Regions from separate parts of the Gossypium hirsutum genome. Here regions 2 and 3 are each linked to region 1. The links are chromatin contacts, called in public Hi-C maps. All regions are on one chromosome and are shown on one strand. Each heading gives the region's core, a stretch centred on a gene start, on an enhancer-like site or on the middle of the called end of the contact. The rest is flanking DNA. Distances are from core to core; before and after follow the strand shown.

Evidence for each region. Hi-C and Micro-C count contacts between places; a contact is called where the count stands out from the background.
Region 2: a contact with region 1 is called in a Hi-C map of leaf, with 1.5 times the contacts expected there. The contact joins the promoter of LOC107889065 here to the promoter of LOC107889075 in region 1. A contact is called at or near these places in 2 of 34 Hi-C or Micro-C datasets (both in leaf).
Region 3: a Hi-C map of leaf shows a contact between it and region 1, with 2.1 times the contacts expected there. The contact joins the promoter of LOC107889070 here to the promoter of LOC107889075 in region 1. A contact is called at or near these places in 4 of 34 Hi-C or Micro-C datasets (leaf and seedling).

Annotation. Positions count from the first base shown.
Region 1 is chrA09:63,678,694-63,683,771 of Gossypium_hirsutum_v2.1, forward strand. LOC107889075 (transcription factor FER-LIKE IRON DEFICIENCY-INDUCED TRANSCRIPTION FACTOR) reads right to left here and starts at 2,960. Exons shown (of 4, transcript XM_016813376.2): 1 at 2,357-2,960; 2 at 1,885-2,076; 3 at 1,614-1,787; 4 at 1-1,324. The coding sequence starts at 2,821. The coding sequence ends at 1,226.
Region 2 is chrA09:63,933,411-63,938,488 of Gossypium_hirsutum_v2.1, forward strand. It overlaps LOC107889065 (omega-3 fatty acid desaturase, endoplasmic reticulum-like), which reads left to right and starts at 2,743. Exons shown (of 8, transcript NM_001326755.1): 1 at 2,743-3,068; 2 at 3,159-3,248; 3 at 3,326-3,392; 4 at 3,467-3,559; 5 at 3,660-3,845; 6 at 3,923-4,003; 7 at 4,076-4,213; 8 at 4,306-4,491. The coding sequence starts at 2,743. The coding sequence ends at 4,491.
Region 3 is chrA09:63,869,191-63,874,268 of Gossypium_hirsutum_v2.1, forward strand. LOC107889070 (gibberellin 2-beta-dioxygenase 6) reads right to left here and starts at 2,025. Exons shown (of 3, transcript XM_016813370.2): 1 at 1,475-2,025. The coding sequence starts at 1,983. It overlaps LOC107889069 (PHD finger-like domain-containing protein 5A), which reads left to right and starts at 4,662. Exons shown (of 2, transcript XM_016813369.2): 1 at 4,662-4,784.

The DNA.
Region 1 (5,078 bases), core at 1,710-4,209:
ATTAGAGGAGAAAGAGCCTAAGCCATGATATGTCGTTGCCTTAGGTTTTTAAGATTTAGGATCCCGTACAAGTTTTTGTTAATTTAATGTGTTTGTACAACATATTTCTCTATTAAACTTCAGTTTGCAGACTTTGCTTTTGAGGTTGCCAATCTTGCACCTTTTTTTTTTTTTTTGTATGTGTTCCTTTTGTTTGGTAAGGGAAATTAATAACGAAGCTTAAAGGAGATGGTTTTTTAATAAAGAAATTAAATAGGTAATGTCAAAGAAAGCAACACAATAGGTAGCTGATGCACACCTCAATTCACAAAACAATTATGGGTTTTTGTTCATTTGTAGGAATGAACAGCCATGGTGATTCTTGCCACTGCTTTGGGAAGAGAGGGTATCAATGCTTTCCGCTTTGATTTGCTGGGAATGGGTAACAAGAATTGAAGAACCACATTGATCTTCCATTTCCTTCTTGCTTTCCTTCGTTTCCCTTCCCAATTTCTTCTCATCACTGATGGGGTTACTCTTAGAGACTAGAGAAAAGGGGCTTCAGCAATGCAAATGTCCCCAGTTTTTAGGGTAGGGGACTAAAATGATAAAATTTTAAATTATGTGGAAAATCAAAATTTTAGAAATTATTCATTGTCAGATTTTTGTGAAGCGACCAAAAATGATGAAACTATATCACATTTGTGCTTAAATTTTAAATTTTTTTTTGGTGCCTAAAATGAAACCTTTTGAAAGTTTGGTGACCATTTGTGTAATTTACCTAATATTTCATTATAAAATATTTTAAATATTTTATATTACATTAAATGAAAATAGTTAATCATGTATTTTAAATAATAAGTAATTACATTAATTAAATGAAATAAAAATATAATTAATTACACATATAAATACACTACAACGCAAGTGAAACAAGACTCAAATTCCATGACGAAAAACTTGAGGAAAATCCCAAAACAAAAAACCATGGACATGTGATAGTTTAATCTTAGGCACAGCTGAGCGCTGACCAATACTGTAAATTAACCGACCAAATACAACAGGATTTAGACAAAGTCAACGAGATTTGCATCACAATAATATACTACAAACCCTAAATTAAACAAGTTAGCTTTTATAGTAAACTAGGGTCTCAAAAGTCACAGCACATTAATACTTCTCAAAGAAAAAGAAAGAAAAACTGTTCATAACAGGCTAACAACATGCAGCTCAATTCATTGAGGATCTACAGGCAATTTATAAACTCAAACCCTCGGTTTAGAAGAGCCCCACTTACCCATAACTTCATGTTTGCCAAGTTCATGGACTGCTCACGATCTCTGACCTGTTTTATATACCAACAGCAACTAATCAGATTCTTGCAATAGAATAGTGTTGATATACCCCTCGGTCTATAAATGGTTTATATGGTGGAGTCAAACCATATAAAATCTCTTCGGTTTGTCATGATTTCACTTTGTTCTAGTATTATGAGTCATTTTCATTCCGTGAATCCACCAAAATTCTCGACAAAATTGAGAGATAAAATTTTGGTCAAAAACAATACCGAATTTATTAAGGGAATGTAACTAAAAGCAACAAATTGAGAGGAACATAAGAAAAGAGTCACTTACATTTAGAGTAAATGTTAATGCAAATGTGTCAGAAACGGTGGCCAGATTGGAATTTTGAATTTTGAAGTTGGAAAGGGATTCAAGGGCCTTGTAAAGTGATAATGCAACCCCTTCACTTTTGTTGCAAACCAGTCTAACGTAAAACACTCTTTCTTCCACTTGAAACATATCCAACTGCAAATCAACATGGAAGCATTATTTTGTTTAATTTGCTTTCCATGGAAGAAAGGTTTATTAAGTGACAAGACAATCTATATATACACTTCAATACCTTCAAAATCTTCTTGCAAATGGGATGGTTGTTTCTTGCAACTCGAATCTTAACGGGGTTATTAATTGATTCTTCTTGGTACCCTGCCATCAATGCTTCAAGACCAGTAATCTCAGCTTTTAGCTTCTTAGCCTGCATTTGCAAGTCTTGCACATACAATACAGCATCTCCAATTATGGATTTCTTGTCCATCTGCAGGCATAAGTTTATTAGCATCGCCAACAAGCTAAATTTAGCACCCATCTTTTAAGTGGAGCTATACTGGCGGATATAAATATTCTGTCGCTACGTACTTATACCGGCGGATTTGACCTGACCGTCATGTATTATTTTTATAATTTAGTCCATCAGTGTAGCTTCATTCTATACCAACAGACTGCAAATTCCGTCATGCAATCTGTCTAAGTGAAATTCTTTTTAGTGTTAATCCATATAAGTTACAATTGAAGCACGCACTGCAAACAAGGTATACCTTAGTTATATTAGGAACCAAGGAACGCAATGCATAGAGTTTCTCCTTCATCTGACCCCTCCTGCGTCGTTCCAAAATCAAAGTTCTCGACCGATCAGCCTTTGATTTCTTTGTTGTCATCGATGATGTTGTTGTTGTTGTCCCGGAAGACTCGTCTTCCTCGTCGCTATCTTCCTCCCCATCCTTCATTATTTCTCCATCAAAACTAGGCAATGCATTGAAAGCATAGTTAAAATCCGGCACCATGGTGCTTGTAGCATCAAACTCGAAAGCATCCCCAGGTGCTCCACCAGTCTGCTTGTCATCAAAGCAGCCATTGATAAGATCATAATCGAAAGCGGAGACCACGTCTTCGGTTTCTCCTTGAATTAGATTGACCAACTGATCAAAGTTAGGATCCTCAACGAAGTCATATGGTTCAAAGTGGTCAGGGAGCTCCAGAGGGGAATTTCTCGATGCATCCATTTATGTGATTAATCAGCATATATGCAGAAGACTGCCTGATTGTGAGAGGCGTAGCTGGTATTAGCTTATAAATTTAGAATTTGAAACTGCTTCTTCTCATTTCCATAGTGTGAAAGGAATCACTAGGAGAATCTAATGCTGCCATTGATTATTTTTCATTGTTTATTAGTAATTGGTAAGGTGATGACATATGTAGTGACATAGCCTGCAGCATCAATCAAACCATGCCCATAGTTAAAAAGTAATTATATTTCAGTAAGTTGATTAAAAATAAGTCAACTTATCCAATCGGAGAAAGAACAATATTAGTAGCTGTTCTTTACACTCATCTATTTGAAGAAGTGAAGGGAAGACAAAGAAAGTCAATGCTTAGTTGATTGCACATCTGCTGGCAATATTAATGCCTAATTATTTGACATGAAGCAAGCTTAATAAAATTGATTATATAATTTATAAATGAATTTATTCATTGTTTAACTAATCAATTTTTCTTTGCACTCAGATGCCTTTATACGTGGAGAATGTATTCATTAAATTTTTTTTGATTTAATTTCTTTCATATAAGTGTAGCATCATGATTTTTAATTTTTAATTTTTGATATAATGTCTAGAACTACTCATTGCCCCTCCCAACCTTTAAATAAAAGGATTATATGTTTTAGTGCACTCGAATCCATGTTCTTCTACATTGACAATAATATTGATACTAACTGAGTTAAGACTCAATCGAAGTCCTTGAAACTTTAGAGCAGTTCGGAGTATGGAAGGCAAATATTTTAATAAAATTATTATTAATCTTGAATTAATTTAAAATTGATCAACTTGGTTTTTTACTTCCTAAAGTTATGTGTGATGAATTCAATTGTATTATGGGTGACAGAAGTGCTCTAGTAAAAGAGGTATTCATTGGGCATAGTGTATTCAGTTGTGTTTGGGCCCTCAAGCTGTCCATATCCTCTTGGGTTTAGTCCTCTCCAATTATCTATCAATGGCCTAGAAAAGTCCCCAACATAAGTCCATAACATCCAAAACTAATAACTCAACCTAAATATTCTTCATCTTTTCTCAAAATAACTTAATTTTTTACAAGAGAAATACAATTAAAAAGGAAATGAAAATGAGAGTTTTGCATCACCATGCCTGAGGCGAGATAAGAAAGTGTAGCGATAACAAAATCTAAACTGCTTGATGAGTTTCAATTTTTTTTTGAAAAGTAGATGTGAGGCGAGATAATTGTTTTTTTTTTCTTCCAAATAGTAAGTATGAAACGGTTGTGACAATTTTTTACTTCATCCTGACCTGTTTCACTATATGAAATTACAGTTTTATTTTTGTATATATAAACTATTAAAAAGGTAAACATATAATAACATAATATGGAAAAGAACCATCTATATTTTATATTTAATTTTTTTTAAAAATTGGGTTTAAATATTTACTTGACTTTAAAAAAAACTGAAAATGTTAAAGACAAGTAGTCAAAATTAAATTAAAACGGAGCAGTGTGGGGTAGGTATGGATGCATCCAACATCCATAAAGGTGATAGTAATTTTTAATATTATACCTCCATAATAGAGGGTAGGGCGAGTGGTGGAGTAAAATATATTAACCGTAAAGCAGTGGTGGATTTAACAATATCCACTTCTGTCCCTCCATTATCATCCTTAAATTTTTTATAAAATGGAAAGTTCCTGAAAATATATTTCAAAATGATGAAAAATGATTCAAAAAATGAAAGTTTACCAAAAAGGTTTCCAAAAATACAAAACCACTCAATTTAACAAGTTAAAAAAAAATTCAACTGATTGAGTTTTAACTCAAATGGCATGGGCGTTGTTGCCAATGTGAGAGGACGTCGAATACGCTGAATCGTATTATTCTCTTATTTATGAGTTAGGAAAAATTATGGGTAATTTTAGAAATATTTTTTCTTAATAAAAGAAACTTTTGAACAACTCCAAAATTAGTCCAACAAGCATCGTCGTTACACTTTTTGTCATGAGGCAACTTAAATTAACTAGAAACGAGGTAATGGACATAAACATTTAATTGAGTTTCATTTGTTGCCCATAATTTTAGTGATTATTGGAAATCAACACTTGAACTTCCATTGGTCACAGAAGGTTCTTATACTATGTATTTTTGGTAGATTTTGTTTGGGTACTATTTAATTCCATTATTTTTAGTCTTTTACTTTTTGAAATGTGTGAGTCAATTTTTCTGTTAATTCCATCAAATTAATTGACTTTGCTTATT
Region 2 (5,078 bases), core at 1,493-3,992, 250 kb after region 1:
ATAATCTGATTTCTAGTACAGGGCCTCCAAGATACTTTTACAATTTTCTTATTCATATATGATTATTATATTTTTCACTTTTTTGTCCATTAGAAAAAATATATAGAGGTACAGTTTATATTTATAGTAATAAATCAAAATATAGAAAATTTTAATCAAAACAAAACTTAAATGACTTAATGTGAGATTAATTAGTCTTCAAAACTATAGTAGAAGAAGCCATTCAATAATTTAAGCCGTGACAAATTGGTTTTGCAAAAAAGAGGAAAAAGAAAAGTTCAGACACAAAAGAGAGTGTAGGGAGAGAAGAAATTTGAGGACAATGGGTGATTTTGAAAAAGAAAATAGATTAGGCATTTAAGGCTAAAATAATGGTAGACCAAGGAAATAGGTCTTAAAACAAGTAAGGTGTTAAAAGCTTTTCCATTTCTTTTTTTTCCCCTTCTTTAAAACTTTAAGGTAACGACGATACCATAAGGTAAGTCGTTCCCTTCGATGATTTACAAAGAAATTGTGCTTAAGAGTTCTGGTTTGCATTAAATCTCTACATCGTGGCTTCAAATTTCATCTCTTTTTTCGGGTACCTTTCCTATTCTTTTTTTTTTTTGTTTTCCATGTGAGAATCTGTCTCAGTTTCATTTCTAAATCATTTTTCTTTATTCCTGCTTGTTTTTTGCTTTGTTTTTAGGAGCACTAATCAAGAATTTGAGGGTTAAAAAGTTTTTATCTAAATTAAATCATTTGTTTTTGAAACAGAACAATTTGTTATTCTGACAAAAAAATGTTCAAAAAATTAAACTGAAATTTTAATTTATATGAGGGACTCAATATTAAATTCCCCCGGCACCTCTCCAACCTCCACATTTTGTTGAGCATTTAATGTTTTACTTAAAATTGTCTGGACCCCAATATCTTAAATTGTTTCCATTCAGTTTCCGATGTCTTAGTTCTTCACATACGTGAATCTCCGGTTGCTAGTGACTCCGACCCTAAAATAAAAAAATTGTTATTTAGATCATTTAAAAAAATAAATAAAATCATATTTTAATTCCTTTTAAAATTATAAAAAATTAATTTAATTTTTTTAAAAATTACAAAGATATAAACTATTAAAAATTAAATTTTCATTTTGCCCCCTTAAAAGAATTTTTTAACTTTGCCATTGGTTCTTCATTTAACTTTTCATCTATTTTAGTCATTGAACTTGTATTGTTTGTCAAATCACTTTAAAATTGATAAAAAAATTAAAAGTCTATTAACTTTGCAGTCTATGTCAGTATCTATTAACTTTGCAGTCTATGTCAGTAATTAATTAATTTTTAAAAATTTAAAACTATTAAAAATATTTTTTTATACTTTTTAAATAATTTTAAAATTTAAAATAATTTTAATAATTATTTATAAATTTTTAAAATTAAAAAAATTAATTAATTAATGATGTGGTAATCCACATATATATCATGTTAGTGAAGTTAAGTGATTTGATAAAAAAGACTAAAATAAAATTTTTAAAATAAAATTAAAGGGTTAGATTTTAAAAACTAGCAAAGCAATAGGAAGGATTAAGTGGGCTTGGCTTTGAGTTGGTCAGCACATGACATGTGAAAATGAGAGATGAATATTTTAGTGGTGATGGCAGATAGCTAAACCCTAACTTTACTCTTGAGTCCCTCAATGTTTATTTTATTTATAATACTGAGCTCACTCACATATTCATTTCAGTATTATTAAATGAAAATAAAGTGAGTCTGAAAACGTATTCCAAAGGACTAATTTCACTAGAAACACACAGTACAGGGACCTAGGACAAAAATAGAGGTTAATATTAAGAATGGTATTAAATTAGAGTACATGAGGCTGACTGACGCTTCCTTTTTCTATAGTTTTATAAATTCATCCACCAGCCTCGCCCAACGGTCCCTGACTACCTGCAATTTCACACACTATATATATCTATATTCAACAACCGCATCTTTACCCCAAATCTAATAATTCAATTATAAACTAAATTATAATGAACAGAGAAGATATTTATATGCATAGTGGAATTTTACTTTATTGTCTGCCTTTTTCTTATCATTGAATTTTGTATTAAATTCATGCTCCTTTTAACATTTTAATTGTTACATGTATCTCCATTGCAAATGGAATGATGGTGTGAATCCCTAGATGATGATAGTGATGGCAATTCCCAAACCCTAGCTCTATCACAACTCTTTAATTTTTTCTTATATTTCAAATTAATTATTTTTCTCTTTTTTATTCACAATCGTCTGTAAATAGTATCCCTTTAAACAATTACCCATCATTCAAAAAAAACTGAACATATTGTAGAAGAGGTGCAATTATTGGAAGGTGAAAGTTTTTAAACCCACTTGTTTGCAACTATTAATGAGGTTTATGGGGAGATGGGTTTTTGATCCGTACACAAATATTCATTATACCACACTAGCTGGAAACTTGATCTGTCGGGACCATACATACACATGCATGCATACATACATACATACATACAATTGTTGAATAAGAGAATTTAATAGTGGTAATTCGAAAAAAGAGACCAGCAACGTTGAACAGTAAGTGTCTGAATGTCTGGAATATATAAATTGTTTGTTTTTAAGAGAGAAAACACCCTTTTCCTTTTTATTTATTTATTTATTTTAAATTTGGCGGACTGTTATGCTGCTGCCCTATTAAAACTGGAGTGTGGGTTGGTGCAGATAGAGACGGGGAACTGAAAGAATGAGCCCTTCAATGAAGGAAACATCATTAGAAACAATGGAGAAAAAGGGTGAGGATGTTAATGGGATAATGAAGAAGGAGCAAGATAAGTTGTTCGATCCAAGTGAAGCCCCTCCTTTCCGTATTAATGATATCCGAGCTGCTATTCCAAAGCACTGTTGGGTCAAGAACCCTTGGAGGTCTATGAGTTATGTTTTCAGGGACGCCATTGTCATCTCTGCACTCTTAGCAGCTGCACTTTATTTCCGTAGCTGGTTCTTTTGGCCTTTCTACTGGGTTGCCCAAGGGACCATGTTTTGGGCTGTCTTTGTCCTTGGACATGATTGGTACAACGACTCATTTTATCAATCTCTTTTTCACTTCCATTTTCCATTTCGGTTAATTAACTCCTGGGATTTTTGTTTTTGTTTTTGCAGTGGACATGGAAGCTTCTCTGATAATCCCATACTTAATAACGTGATGGGACATATCTTACATTCTACCATCCTTGTTCCTTACCATGGATGGTAAGTTCATTAATTGATTAGCTCAACATTTGTTCTTCATATACTATGGAACTTCATTTGAACAATTTTTTATATAGGAGAATAAGCCATAGAACTCACCATCAAAACCATGGAAATGTGGAGAAGGATGAGTCTTGGGTTCCGGTATGTATATCGAATTGAATTCAGTTAGTTCATGCAGTCGAAAACCAAACTTATATATATATATTTAATTTCAGATGTCCGAAGATCTTTATAATAGTTTGAGCAGCAGGACCAAGTTTCTGAGATTCAAAATCCCATTCCCCCTATTTGCATACCCTGTCTATTTGGTGAGAGACATTGATTGAAATGCAAAAGATGATTTTAACAATTAGTCATGATTTAACAAGATTGAAGTAAATAAACATTGGGTAAATTTTGGATATGCAGTGGCACAGAAGTCCAGGAAAGACAGGATCTCACTTCAACCCATACAGCAACTTGTTTGCTCCCCAAGAACGGAAACATATAATGACATCAACAACCTGTTGGATAGCAATGGTGGTTTTCCTTGTGTATTTATCCTCTGTAATCGGTCCATCCATGACATTCAAGCTCTACGGTGTTCCCTACTTGGTATGCCACTTCTACCAAATTCACAATATATATATATCTCTGAGTAATGAATATATGATTGTTACCATTTCCATTAGATTTTCGTGGCATGGCTGGATGTGGTGACTTACCTTCATCACCATGGATACGAGCAGAAGCTTCCTTGGTATCGTGGCAAGGTAGTAATTACAACCCGCCCCCTCCATTGCATTTGACACTATCAATGATTTTGTTTGTGTGACGACTATCAGGAATGGAGTTACCTGAGAGGAGGGCTTACAACAATAGACCGTGATTATGGTATATTCAATGGTATCCACCATGACATTGGCACCCATGTCATTCATCATCTCTTTCCTCAGATCCCCCATTATCACTTAGTCGAAGCTGTAAGTATTCTCAATTTTTGGGTTAATTTTAGATTACTCCTCAAAATGTTTCCATCACCTAGCAGTAAGCTTGAAAACGGGGTGTGGTGCAGACAAAAGCAGCGAAACCGGTGATAGGAAAATACTACCGGGAGCCGAAGAAATCAGGGCCGATTCCGTTTCACTTAATAGAGAATCTAGTGTCGAGCATGAAACAAGATCATTACGTGAGCAACAGCGGAGAGATTGTATTTTATCAGACGGATCCCAACCTGTTTTCTCCTCCCAAATCCGCATGAGCCATTTTATTTAGAGATCATAGAGCTGAAACAAACAAGGGCCTTCATTCTTTTCGCTTTTAGAAGGGACTTTGTATTTGTTTTTGTTTTGTTTTGTTTTTTTTTTCTTTTTGTGTCTTCAAAATAATTAAGGTTGAAGTTCCTGTAGTCTCATCAAAAACATGATTATTGTTACCAAACATATACACGGTACTGTAGGAGAATGAAATACAAATTTTATTATTATATAATAAAAAAATATAAAAACTTTTGGATTCTTTCATTCTTTTATTTATATTTTCCATTGAACAAATATAATTTCATAGATTGATTATCAGCACATGATCTCACATGTCATCTACATCCTTTATATATATAGCAATCGACAATTACATGTGGATCTTACAGCCTTTCACAAAAGTAGCCAGGGCATGGGGCAAGAATAGTTATCCCTGTCTTCTGAGATTTCCAGAAAATAAGAACAGACCTATTTTTATTTTAGGTTAAATTTTATAAAACATCAATCCACTCCATAAATATATATATATATACAAAAATTCAACCTTAATAATAATAAATATTTTAAAAAATAAATAAATTTCAAAAAA
Region 3 (5,078 bases), core at 775-3,274, 190 kb after region 1:
TGACTAATTTTAATCTTGAGTCCCATTCTACATAAAATTCTCGACTTTGTCATTGAATCTGATTACTTGATTATATCAAGTCAAAATTTGAATTCAATTATCTTATAAACAATGAAATGGAACACTTAATTATTAATTTTGTGGATGAAAGTTTTAATTGCCAAAGATTAAAGGACATGATCAATCATGTATATATCCATCCATATTATTATTAAACTGGAGTTATAAATTAATTAAGGACTAGTTCAATTAGAAAATAATTTAAAAATAATTTCTTAACAAAATAAAAAATATTATTATAGTTATGGTTTTGTCTTTTCATAATTTCCTATAAAATCTTTACCTAAAACAACTAAAAACTAATTTCCTAAAAAAATACTGACTAAATGTTTAGGATACAACATAAGATTTGTACATAAAATTTTTACTACTACACTTATAATTTAACTAAAAGTAATTTTTTATAAATATAGAAATTATTTTATAAATCTTTTTCACCATATTATTTATGGTCCATTTTCAATTATTTAATAACATTTTAATAATTTTTTCTATCTCATTAACACATAAATTTGGCAATTTTTTTACTCTTAACTTAAATCTTGAACCTTAAACTCCAAACCCTGAATATTAAACCCCGGCCTTTGACTTTAAACCTTAAACTCTAAACATTAAATCTTAAATCTTGAATCAAACCTAAACCTCAAATTTAAATCCTAAATCCTAAATCCTAAACTTTAAATTTGGGGTTCGAGTTTAAGGTTCGGGATTCGAGGTTCAAGTTTTAAATTTTGAGTTCAGGATTTTGGATTCTATGTTTAGGATTTGGGTTTGAATTTTTGGTTTAAATTAGAGATTAGGGTTTGAAATTTAAATTTTAGAATTGAGGGTCATGGTGGAAGGTTCGGTTTCGTCTTTGCTACATGAGGATTCACTATCTTAGCTCGACATTGATGAAATAAATTAATCATCATTGGAACTATACATTCATCCTCCTATCAATAAACCATACAGGAAATATACTATTTATCGTACTGTTATCAATCCATGATTGTTAATCCTACTGACATAATTGGTCCCACAACCTGAAAGTTGTTGATTAATCTTCGTTACGACTTACAAGAATGAGAACTCAAAAACTGTGATAGTTTTCATTGAAAATTAAATTCTTCCAATTTTCAGTTGAATCATATATATGGTGATGGCGAGGAATGTGGTATATAACTATGTATGGGAAATTAAAAGTAAAGAAAATATGATGATTGGTCCATTGAAACTATTTGCATATTTTGTTTTGGGGACAGGGTCTTAAAAAAGTTATTGATGCTGACCTTGCAATCTTCATTTTTTGCAAAAAAAAATCTGGAACAGTTCAATCAGTTGGTCACTTCGTAGTGATTACTGCCCACCCAAAAGCAATACAAAATCCAAAAAGAAAAACGCCAACCAAAAGCAATCAACAAAGAAACAGTACCTGAAACAATGAAGCATAGGATGTTCAGAATGGAAGTGTGGGAGTTGAGTGAGTGGAACATTAAACCCTTCGAGCCAGTTCATAGTTGAAGTCGAGGCAGCAGGGTTTAGGGCAGTCCCAGATGGGGTTAAGGCAGGGGTGCCCCAGAAATAAGACATAGGGTTAGTGATTAAGGCTTGCTTGGACTCAAAGGATAAACCAAACAACATCTTGGCATGGTACTGAAGTTTGGTCAAAAGGGTTGAAGGGATCCCATGGTTAACCAAACGAAAAAGACCCCAATTTTTACAAGCATCCCCAAGCTTATGCAGGCTAAGGCACTCAAGATCCACCATAGGGATTGGAACTGAATCTTCTTGGGTGGTGGTACTGGTGTCTTCCATGGAGTAGTTGTTCTTCTTCAATTGAGCCATCATCTGCTGCGGAGGATGAACACCCTCACCGTTCAGCTGGCGAAACACAGGAGGGTAAGATCCAACGTTGCTCATTTGAAGCATGTTTCTAATCATATACCTTATATATTTTCTTCTGTATTTCAGGGTTCAGTACAGACGGTATATATAGAGCGAGGGGATTAGGTTTTGTCCTAAAGTGGAAGTGAAATTATATTTAGGTAGGGACCCATTTTGATATGTTGTGACACGTGTCGATATATCGTCACCCTAGCTAAGCTGACTTGTTTTTATTTGTCAGTCACTGCAACTTTAGTGAATGCCTAAAAGACCTCCCTCAGTCAGCTGATTTGCCGGCTACTGCCTGCTCTGCTCCGGTATCGTCTTAGGATTTCTCACAACACTGCTTTAAGTATAGCAATTGGTGAAGTTTCTTGTTCCTTTCGGAGACGCGGATATCCGTACGTCTTCGGCTGAGATACAAAGCTCAAATTTGGTCAAAATTACACATGTTTTTAAATATCTGTGATTAAAATGTGATTTGATAATTTTTAAATGGTCAAATACTATTTTTTTTTGAAGTTTTTTTGTTTGTTATAAAAGTACAATAATAATAAGTGAGTTAAATTATTAAAATTATAAAATTTTAATTTCTTGATTTGAATTTCTAAATTATAATTTTAGTAACGAAAATTAATTTTTGTACCCATTTTTTATTGGAACATGATATTTTTAACCATATAGACTTGCTAGCAATAAGTTTTGTTGTACGGTATAATAACAAAAAAGTCCTTCATACTTTACACCTTTGGACAATTGAACTTTTTGTTGAAGTACTTTAGCCCTCAATGTTTTATTTCGTTAAATTTTAACCGCATATGATTGTACAATACAACATGGTTTAAATGCTCAAGAAAAATTGAAAATCTTACATAGAATTAAAATATATATATTTTTTAGTTAATAAAAACAATAAATTATACAAAAAAACTCATATTTTTAAAATTGTTAAAATTTTATAAATAATACATTTGTATAATTGAATATAATAAAATCAATATTAAAGTATTTTATTTAGAATATATCAATTTTTTATAATATTTACAAATATTTTAATAATGATTAAATTTTTTATTAACATTGTGAAAAGAAAACTGAATAATGAATTAAGACTTTTTAATGAAATAATTGTTCTATTGAATAAAAAAGAAGAAGCTAATAATTACTTTCACGATTCCAATCACCGTCCTTAATTTTGAAAACGCCATGGGATTGTTACTTGCTTCGTTTTAAGAATCTCGAAGGTACAAGTATATAAAATCTTTCAACCTACCCCTGCGTTTATATATTTTTACTACCTCAACATGCTAATTGTTTTTACATTGAAATTTTAAAAAAAGTTTATTCAACTTAGTCCTTGAATATGATAATTGCTTTCACGTTGAAATTTTAATTTTTTTTTGTCCAAATAGTCCTTGAACTTGGTAATTATTCTCATATTAAGGATTGAAATTTTTTTTTCCAAGTTGGTCCTTGATATTTCTTTAAAAACCATAAAATTCAAGATCTAATTGAGAACAATTACCTAATTTAGGCCCCAAATAGTTATTTAACTCGTACATAAATTATGTCCTACTTTTTTTTTGAATAAAACAGTATTTAATTTATGAACTTGGCAATTTTTTAACTTGATTCATGAAATTTTTTTGTCTACTTTAGTTTTGGAATTTGGCAACTTTTCTCAAATTGGTCCATGAATTAAAGTAATAATGACACTACCACTAAAATTGTGCCATGTTATTACCTATATTTAAAAAAAAACTGTATAAAATCTAAAAAAATCCAATATATATATTAAATCAAGTAATCATATGACTCAATCTCAAAGTATCACATTATCGTATTTTTATGAAATTTAAATTTAGGGACTAAATTTAAAAAATTAATCAAATTTTGAGATTAATATGGACAAAAAAATTTGGGGGCTAAGAAAAGTTTTCAAATTCAAAAACTAAAAGTTAGTTTATCTTTTTTTTTTTACCTAAACATTTCTGCCTAGTTTATATATTTTCTGCTTTTTTTTTTAATTCATTGAGGAAATGGCAATAGTAGGCTTAGAACTCGAAGGCGTTTCATGGTTGATCGGGTTGGTTAGGTCCAGTTTTGGGCCAGGCTTAGACTTTGGATCGACTTGATCTAGTCAGTTTATTATTGAAAAATAATTAAAAAATATTAAATTAAATTATATTTATATTTATATATTTTTTATAATTAAATTTAAATAAAAATAATTTTATTATTTTTCAAACAATAGAACAGATTATTGAGATAGACGAAACCATGTTCGAGCTTGAAAACTTGTTTAAAATCGAACCACGACCTATGTTATTTAGTACAATTATGACTCAAAGTTGCTTCATTCTCAGGGGAAGTCAACATCAAGTTTAATGGTTTAAATTCAATTTAATCATTTATTTATTTTTGAAGGTAGGAGAAGGATTATGAACTTTTTGTAACGGAATAAAATTGTAATTAGTAATTCAAATATTTAGTTGAATGGAATGGAATAGAATAGAATAAAATTGTAATAGTATTCTTATATTTGGTTGAATGGATTGATATTGTAATGGTTTAAGAAAGAATTGAAATGACCATAGTACACTTAACAGAAATTTTTTAAATAAATATTTATTGTTTTTAAATTTTAATAAGATTAGTACCAAATTCAAAATTATTATAGGCCCAAAATGGTGAGATAAAAAAAAGCCTAAAAATCTGTAACAATAGCCCAAATTAAAATCCAAAGAACGAGCCCTATGATTTTTCCAATTTCATTTATACGTTTTCAAATCCACACAGATCCTCATCTTTCTCTCTGCTTCGAGACTCTCTGGAACATCACCAAAGCCGACTTTCAGGTCACCCTCCTCCTTTTCTTTGCTAACTCATATACCCGCTCCAAGCTTGCTGTTTGCTTTCTTTTATTTTCCTTTTGTTCTTTTTTTAGTTTTTTTTTTTATTATTGGTTGGTCTGCAAATTAAATTTTGTAAGTTATTTTGCTTTTTATATGGTGCAATTATCTTATAATTAGGGTTGTAGCAATACTAGGAAGCAAAAGAGAATTAAATGAACATGGGTATCAGAATCTTATTAAGTCCTGTCTTTGATTTGTGATGTTGGTTTTTGGATTTTTCTTTATAATACTCTTTTG